Linked DNA regions of Danio rerio: region 2 is linked to region 1. Evidence: chromatin contacts called from public Hi-C data. All regions are on one chromosome and are shown on one strand. Each heading gives the region's core, a stretch centred on a gene start, on an enhancer-like site or on the middle of the called end of the contact. The rest is flanking DNA. Distances are from core to core; before and after follow the strand shown.

Region 1 (3,331 bases), core at 64-2,563:
GCAACCAGATTTTTGTTTAAAATTTAAGGCCAAATGTTTTGCATATTTGTTATAAGCGCATTATAAGCAGACTTGACAACACTGGTGACACTAGCTATGTTTCCATCCACCTATTTTTATGTCCATTTTGCATATGCGCATTAAAAAAAACAGTTGATGGAATTGCCATGATGTGCATAAATTTAAAAATATGCGCATAAAAAAACGTATGCGCATAACTGAGTAAGATAAACTTTTTATTAAATAAGAAAAGATGCGCATAAACTACGATGGAAACACTTTTACCGCACAAATTTCAGTATGCGCTTTAAAAAAGGTCATGTGATTTTGTGATGAGATCATGTGATGATGAAAATGTGTGTAAATGGACAAACCAGCAGGCTGAACACACTGTAAAACATCCGAACTGTTGTTTTAGTCATTCTTAAACGCCTTCCCGTTTAAGTTAAGTGTTATTATATCATCAATGACCTCCATAATCAAAAGCGTCTCTGCTCTGTGTCTGACACCTTCAAACGCCACCGCGCGTTCACTGCGTGTCAGGATTGCCTTCTGAGGCGCAAGTCATTTATTAGATGAAGAAAAGATTGACACAGCTTCTCCTACTGTGGCAAATTCCGTTTTTATTGATATTTGGCGCCAGTTAACCAGGAAGAGACGATTTTGTTCTCTTTGACTCGTTAGATGGAAACGCAGCTTTATTCGAACATCTTTTATGCGATAATCCAGTTTTGCGCATAAAGTTCATTTGCACTTTTGGATGGAAACATAGCTACTGAAGACTGTCATAATGATGCTGAAAATCTTTCCCATTGCATGAATTGCAATTGCACTTATTTTAAAAATCCAAGAGTATTACTTCAACCGGGTGAGCATAAGAATGACCTTTTAAAACATACTTTCCCCGTGACATTTACTTTCCTACAGTAAACCATGCCTGACCGCTGATAGCAAGGCTGATGTTCCTGTTATCACACTACAAGATCTGAAAAAACAAACCTGGGGAACACAGACACACACATTCCCTCAGATAAGACTTACAGAGGCATTGTGTGCAGAACAACATTATCACAACATTACAAAACCAAGCATTCAAACCCACGACGCCACACATGACTCACTGTGTTTGTTACTTGCATGATTTTTGGATATGTTTGTTGTTAGGTCTATGGGTTCATTCCTACAGATAAATCATATTTTGAGGTTTTCGCTCTACTGTAAATCCTCCAGAGGTTTGTGGCTTACATCATACTCTCACTGAATGTCTTTCAGATTTAATAAATGGTTCACTGTGGACTACGCTATCAATCTCCGAGCTGCGGCTTGCAGTGTCTTGGCATGACTTTCAGTGATTAGGTAATCCGAAGTGTGCGGTAGAAGCCATATAAGAGCTGCTACATACAAAAAGTTAGAAGGATAAACATTTAATGTTAGCTTGAGAAAAGCAAGCCAGAAAAGCAGGTTCAAAATCTCATTTAAATTTGAAATTATTTAAAGTTGGAAGTAGATTTAATTTACAAACATCTAAAATCTTCAAATTTGAATGTGTTATATGTTCAATTTGTGATGTAGTTGTTAGAGTGCTGAGGATGGTTTCTAGGCAGTTGTTATATGGTCATTAGACATTTTGTAAAGTTGTAAGCGTATTTTGTGTGGTTTCTAGTTGCTAGGGTATCCTGTGTTATTGAGAAGCTGTTACTAGGGCATTCTATGTTGTTTCAACTTATTGCTAGGCTGTTCCGTGTACTTAATGCAAGGTCACACTGCACTTTCGCCCCATTGATTTCAGTTGATATGCAAGGGGAATGTGCCAGATTGGTAATGCAAGCTCACGTGAAAAGTTCCGCAATTCGCTGCATTCCAAATGCTTGGTGAATTCTAATTAACTCGCATCACGTAAATGAATGAGAAATTTAAAACTTGAAGGAATCATATTTTAGCAGTGTTACATCATCTTGTTTGAATGTTAATAGTTTTGCATGCTCAACTTTAGATGCTCCTCTGTGTTGAGCTTCTTTGCAGGTGTTTTGAGTTAAAGGGCTGTATTTTAACAATCTATGCACAAAGTTTAATGCTACGTTCACACCAGATGCGGAAGAAGCATCAAGCGCGAGTGATTTACATGTTAAGTCAATGCAAATGCACGAATAGACATCCTAAAGCAATTTGTGTGAATGAAGCAGCGCGATTGATGCGATTCACGCGAACGAAGCAGCGTGTGTGTTTTGCGCGATTGACGCGCGTATCACATGTTTCACGCGAAACGCTCAAGTTCCAAAATCTAAACTTCTGCGGACATTTGTGCCACGTTAACCAATCAGGAGCTTGCTTTTGAGAGGGCGTAATTATGATGTTGTGCCTGGGGGAAAATCCTGCCTACACCGACAACAGTTTATCAAACTGGAGAAGTTTGTATACTCACAGTGCTGCTGCACTTCTATCAAGATCTAGTGGACTCAGACACAGCTCCAAACTAATATATGCTGTCTTTCAGCCTTCATAAACCACATAAACAGTTTTTTTTCTCAATAAAATCCATGTTAGCCATTTAGCAACGAAGCTAGAGTCACTGGGCAGAAGCCCTGCCCATCACACAAATCCGCCTCTGTTGTGAAGTGAATTTGCCACGTGAATGACGGGGATTTGACATGCGAATGAAGTGGATTTTTGACGTGCGAATAAAGCGAGTAAACTTAAAATTTTTACAGGGCTATTTATGAGTGAATAACGCAATTTATCTGCGAGTTGATGGTGTGATCACAGAAAAAAGCACATGGCTCAAAAACACTGAAACCACTTTTGCTATTTTAAGGATGTTCTGCACCCTTAAGCATGGTCTAACAGGGTTGTACTTATTCTCTTAATGACTTAGGGGTGTATTTTGAGCATAACGTGCACTGAACCAATCAAGAGTCAAGAGTCAAGAGTCTTGTCTCACATTCCCTTTATGAGTCAGTTGCGTTGCACCATTGCGCATTTACTTTTTACACGGTGGACTTTGAAAGTGGAAAAACGGAATGCTTCACTAGCAAGAAAACAGTTAAACAAACCACCTGCTGCACGAGGGGAAGGAATGAGCCTCGTCCAATCTGCCACTTTACTTTCCCTTTACTTTACTCATTACTTTATTCCTTTAATTTCATGGATAAGGAAACTGTGTTGTACGCACTCCACTGAAGACATCCCTTAGCCTACATATTTAATGTTAAGCGCAAAGATTTTCAAGATTTTCAAGTTTCAAGACTATTTCTAAATTCAGTTCTAATTTCCAGAAAAAAAAAAATTAAAATACATGAGTTATATCCAAACACACATCTTACTCTTATGCCCC
Region 2 (3,395 bases), core at 695-3,194, 210 kb before region 1:
TTGAGAGATTGCTGTGGTTTTATGTCAAAGATGCTGGAAGAAGCATGATGTATCTGTTTACCCAAATATGAAAATTCGCTCAATCTTATATCATTCCAAACATGTTTGTCTTTCGTTATGTGGAAAAGAGATATGAAATATTTACACTTTTGTGTTCCAGTGAGGTAATGGAATAAGGATCCAGGCTGTCAAGCTCCACAATTTTGATCCATTTATCTCACAAATCTATCACACAGCTTCAGAGGACTTGGGATATAGTGCACAAGATGAATAAACCACTTTAATATTTCACTTATTTTGGACAATCTGGAACCACTTTAAGAATAAGACTGACTGGGACAATATTCCACAAAAGAAAGTCATACAGGTTTGAAACGACAAACTTGCTTAACTGACAATTTCCCCCCTTTTCCCTATTTAAGAAACAGATCAATTAAAAACAGGCTTGTATGGTTAAAAGTAATTGCACCTGGTGCAAATGATTAATGAAGAACCTTGACAAATTTACGGCATGGTTCTGTTTGCAAAGAACGCTCAGGTCAAGGGTATTGTCTGCTTTCAAACTCAAACAAGGCTTTCGTTTAGATCTCCTCGAAAGACCTCACAGCTACAACACCTAATTACATACGGCTCATATAAAAGATGCCATAAAAGCCTTTTTTGGCAACTAATGCAACCCATCAAGATTGATTTATCAAGGTCATTTTCAAACTCTCAATAAATCAAATCTACTTGTGCATTAAATCGATTCAACGCAAGGTAACGTCTGCATAAGCATCAACTCTCAAAGGATTTGTCAAGCACCAACGAAATTAAAGGTGGAGAAAAAAAAATCAACTAATAAGGCATAACTAAATCCACAGAAATGAAAACACACTAAATGAGAACTGAATTCAAGTCCTGTAGTCATCACTGGTAATGACTGCCCTCATTGTAAAATCTCAACACTGGTGCTGATGTATTTGTGGTTTTCTCAAATGAATTTCAGCGTGCAAGTGAGTGAGTGATGTTGACATGCCTGATTTATGTGTGTAAATAAACATCATTCACACAACTCTGTCTTTGTGGCATTCCTGGCATCATTCTTCTGCCCCCTCGCCTTACAGCTGTACAGTCCCCTCAGCAAACACCTCGCGCTGTATACATGCCCGGGAGCAACACATTAATGCTAGACATCTAGTTCTTCATTGGCAGGTCTCTCTTTTTTTGGTGTACTGGAGTTGAGTGAAACTTGTGACATGATTTCTTTGGAGTGGCAACTATGTTTGCATATGTTGCAAATTGGTCCCAGAGATGTTCTTAATGCTACTTAATGCAAGAAACACCTAATTTAAACAACTCATTCCACTGAATGTGTTTGCCGGCAACATGTGCAGGCTCAGTCTCAACCAAATATATACAAACGTCCAAAAGATTAAGTCATGTTCATGCAGTCAAAATCTAATTAAATGCTTCATTAAAGCTTGCATATCATGCAAAACACATTGCATCAGTTAAAAACCACAATCTCTCATTCAGAACCCCAACCCTGACAGCACTTCAGCTTTACATGGGCTTCTCCAAATGAGACAGCCAAAAACCATTGCAGATTGTCTGAAAACCCCCAAGCCTCCAAGGAAAAACAAACTGAGTGTGAATTAGAAGTGTTACTACCTGGATGTCAGTCTTGTTCATGAAGCTGATCTCTCTCTGTTTCTCGCTGTGGGTTGTTTGCTCTTGAGCTCCTCAGAGTGTTTGTGGGGACCACACTGCTCCTGGAAGACAACCTTCCTCCTCTAATCCGTTCTCCAATGTGATGACACACACTAACCCCAACCATCTGTTGAAACACGTCCTCCAGCACTCAGCACAGTGGTGCATCAAGACAAACTACCCAGTCCAATCAGAGAGGGTACTGGGTGGCTCTTCCCAGGCTGGAGGCAGGGACAAGGACATAAGGGAAACACTAGTCAGAGATGTCTAAAAACTCCAGCCACAGTAACCTGAGATTTAGAGAGAGAGAGAGAGAGAGGGAGGAGAGAGAGGAGAGGAGGAGGGAGGGGACTGAGAATGCGAATGAGGGAGGGAGGGAGAGAGAGCAGCATGTCTCTGAACAGTTATGTTGCCACTTGTAGCTCACAGGAATCCCATAGAAGCAGCCTGGGGTTCCTCAAATCTTACTTGCACAGATAGTTGCATTGTACTGTAGTACCCTGTAAAGCCTAGAGGAAAGAAGTGCCATAAAGACAGCGTGGTCAGTTAAAGAAAGAAAGTCTCGCATAGACCACAATGCCCTGCTGTTTGCACTTCACTGTTACATTTGCCCAACTCACACCTCCCTGTTATAAATCTTCAGCTGTCCCAGCAGCATTCCTGTCCTTCGCAATCTACTGCCTTAAGTTAAGAGCAAAACAGATTTTACAGAGATAAGAGACTGAGCCCGGGATCATTAGCGCTATTTAGTGGCTTTTATTTCAGCTACTGTCTTTTGCTGTGCTGGATTGAAACTGCTTCAAATGTTGGACTGAATTTTAAGTTTTGCTGACTTATTTACTGTTGTGTTTTAGGTTAGTGGAGTGTTTTCTTTAGTGTAAATGGCAGATGAGTTTACAAGACTCATAACTATAAAACAGTGTCAAATACTTAATGTAATCTTTGGTTAGAAGATTTCTTTTTAAAAGAAACATTAATACAAAGTTTCCACAAATGTTTGACAAATTTAACTGACATATTTTTGTAACCATTACCATGAACCATTTAGATTTTTTTTTTTTTTCAAATTAAATATTGAATATTTTTATACAATATATATTATAACTTAAATTTTTGATGGATCATATACCATGCAAGACTGCACAATTTAAAATTGCAATTGTCTAATAATTTTGTTTTGTTAATTTTGCTTTGTTTTGTCAATAAGAAGAAAAAAGTATACATACATGCATACATAATTTATTCTTTTATAAATAAATAAATAAATAAATAAATAAATAAAAATGTCTGGTGCTTGAAGAGATATTTATTGTGTTTAGTTAAGGCTAAATAGGGCTAGATTATTAATTAATTAACTTATGTTTTTGATGGATCATACTATTCAAAACTGCACAATTTAAAATTGCAATTGTTTAATAATTTATTTGTCATGCTTTGTTTTGTCTATATGAAAAAAAATGCATACATAATCCTTTCTTCTTTCACTTAAAATTATAAATAAATAAATAAAAATGTCTGTTAGTGTTTGAAGATATTAGGACTAAATTCAACATCTGCAGGATAATGTATACATAAACAAAACAAACAAACACAGATAAAGTAGTTATGCTACTGATCGTTTTGCAACTAAAACAAGAAACAGCTAAAACTGCTGGAATTTGGTGCAGAAAACAACCAAAAGCAGTCTTTAGGGGAATTAAATC

The links. A called contact is a pair of places that touch in the nucleus more often than the background predicts.
Region 2: a Hi-C map of an unstated tissue shows a contact between it and region 1, with 4 times the contacts expected there. The contact joins the promoter of sulf1 here to the enhancer-like site in region 1. A contact is called at or near these places in 1 of 18 Hi-C or Micro-C datasets (an unstated tissue) and 1 of 4 datasets of contacts at active chromatin or transcription factors (caudal fin).

What each region holds. Positions count from the first base shown.
Region 1 is chr24:23,182,618-23,185,948 of GRCz12tu, reverse strand. All of the region lies in intron 7 of zgc:162928, which reads right to left. Among named protein-coding and RNA genes, the nearest start is that of zgc:162928, 100 kb to the right of the region's middle. Within about 2 kb of position 1,313, at least 4 of the 62 cell types and tissues checked have an H3K27ac peak or open chromatin away from gene starts, as enhancers often do.
Region 2 is chr24:23,388,256-23,391,650 of GRCz12tu, reverse strand. It overlaps sulf1 (sulfatase 1), which reads right to left and starts at 1,944. Exons shown (of 19, transcript NM_001003846.2): 1 at 1,654-1,944.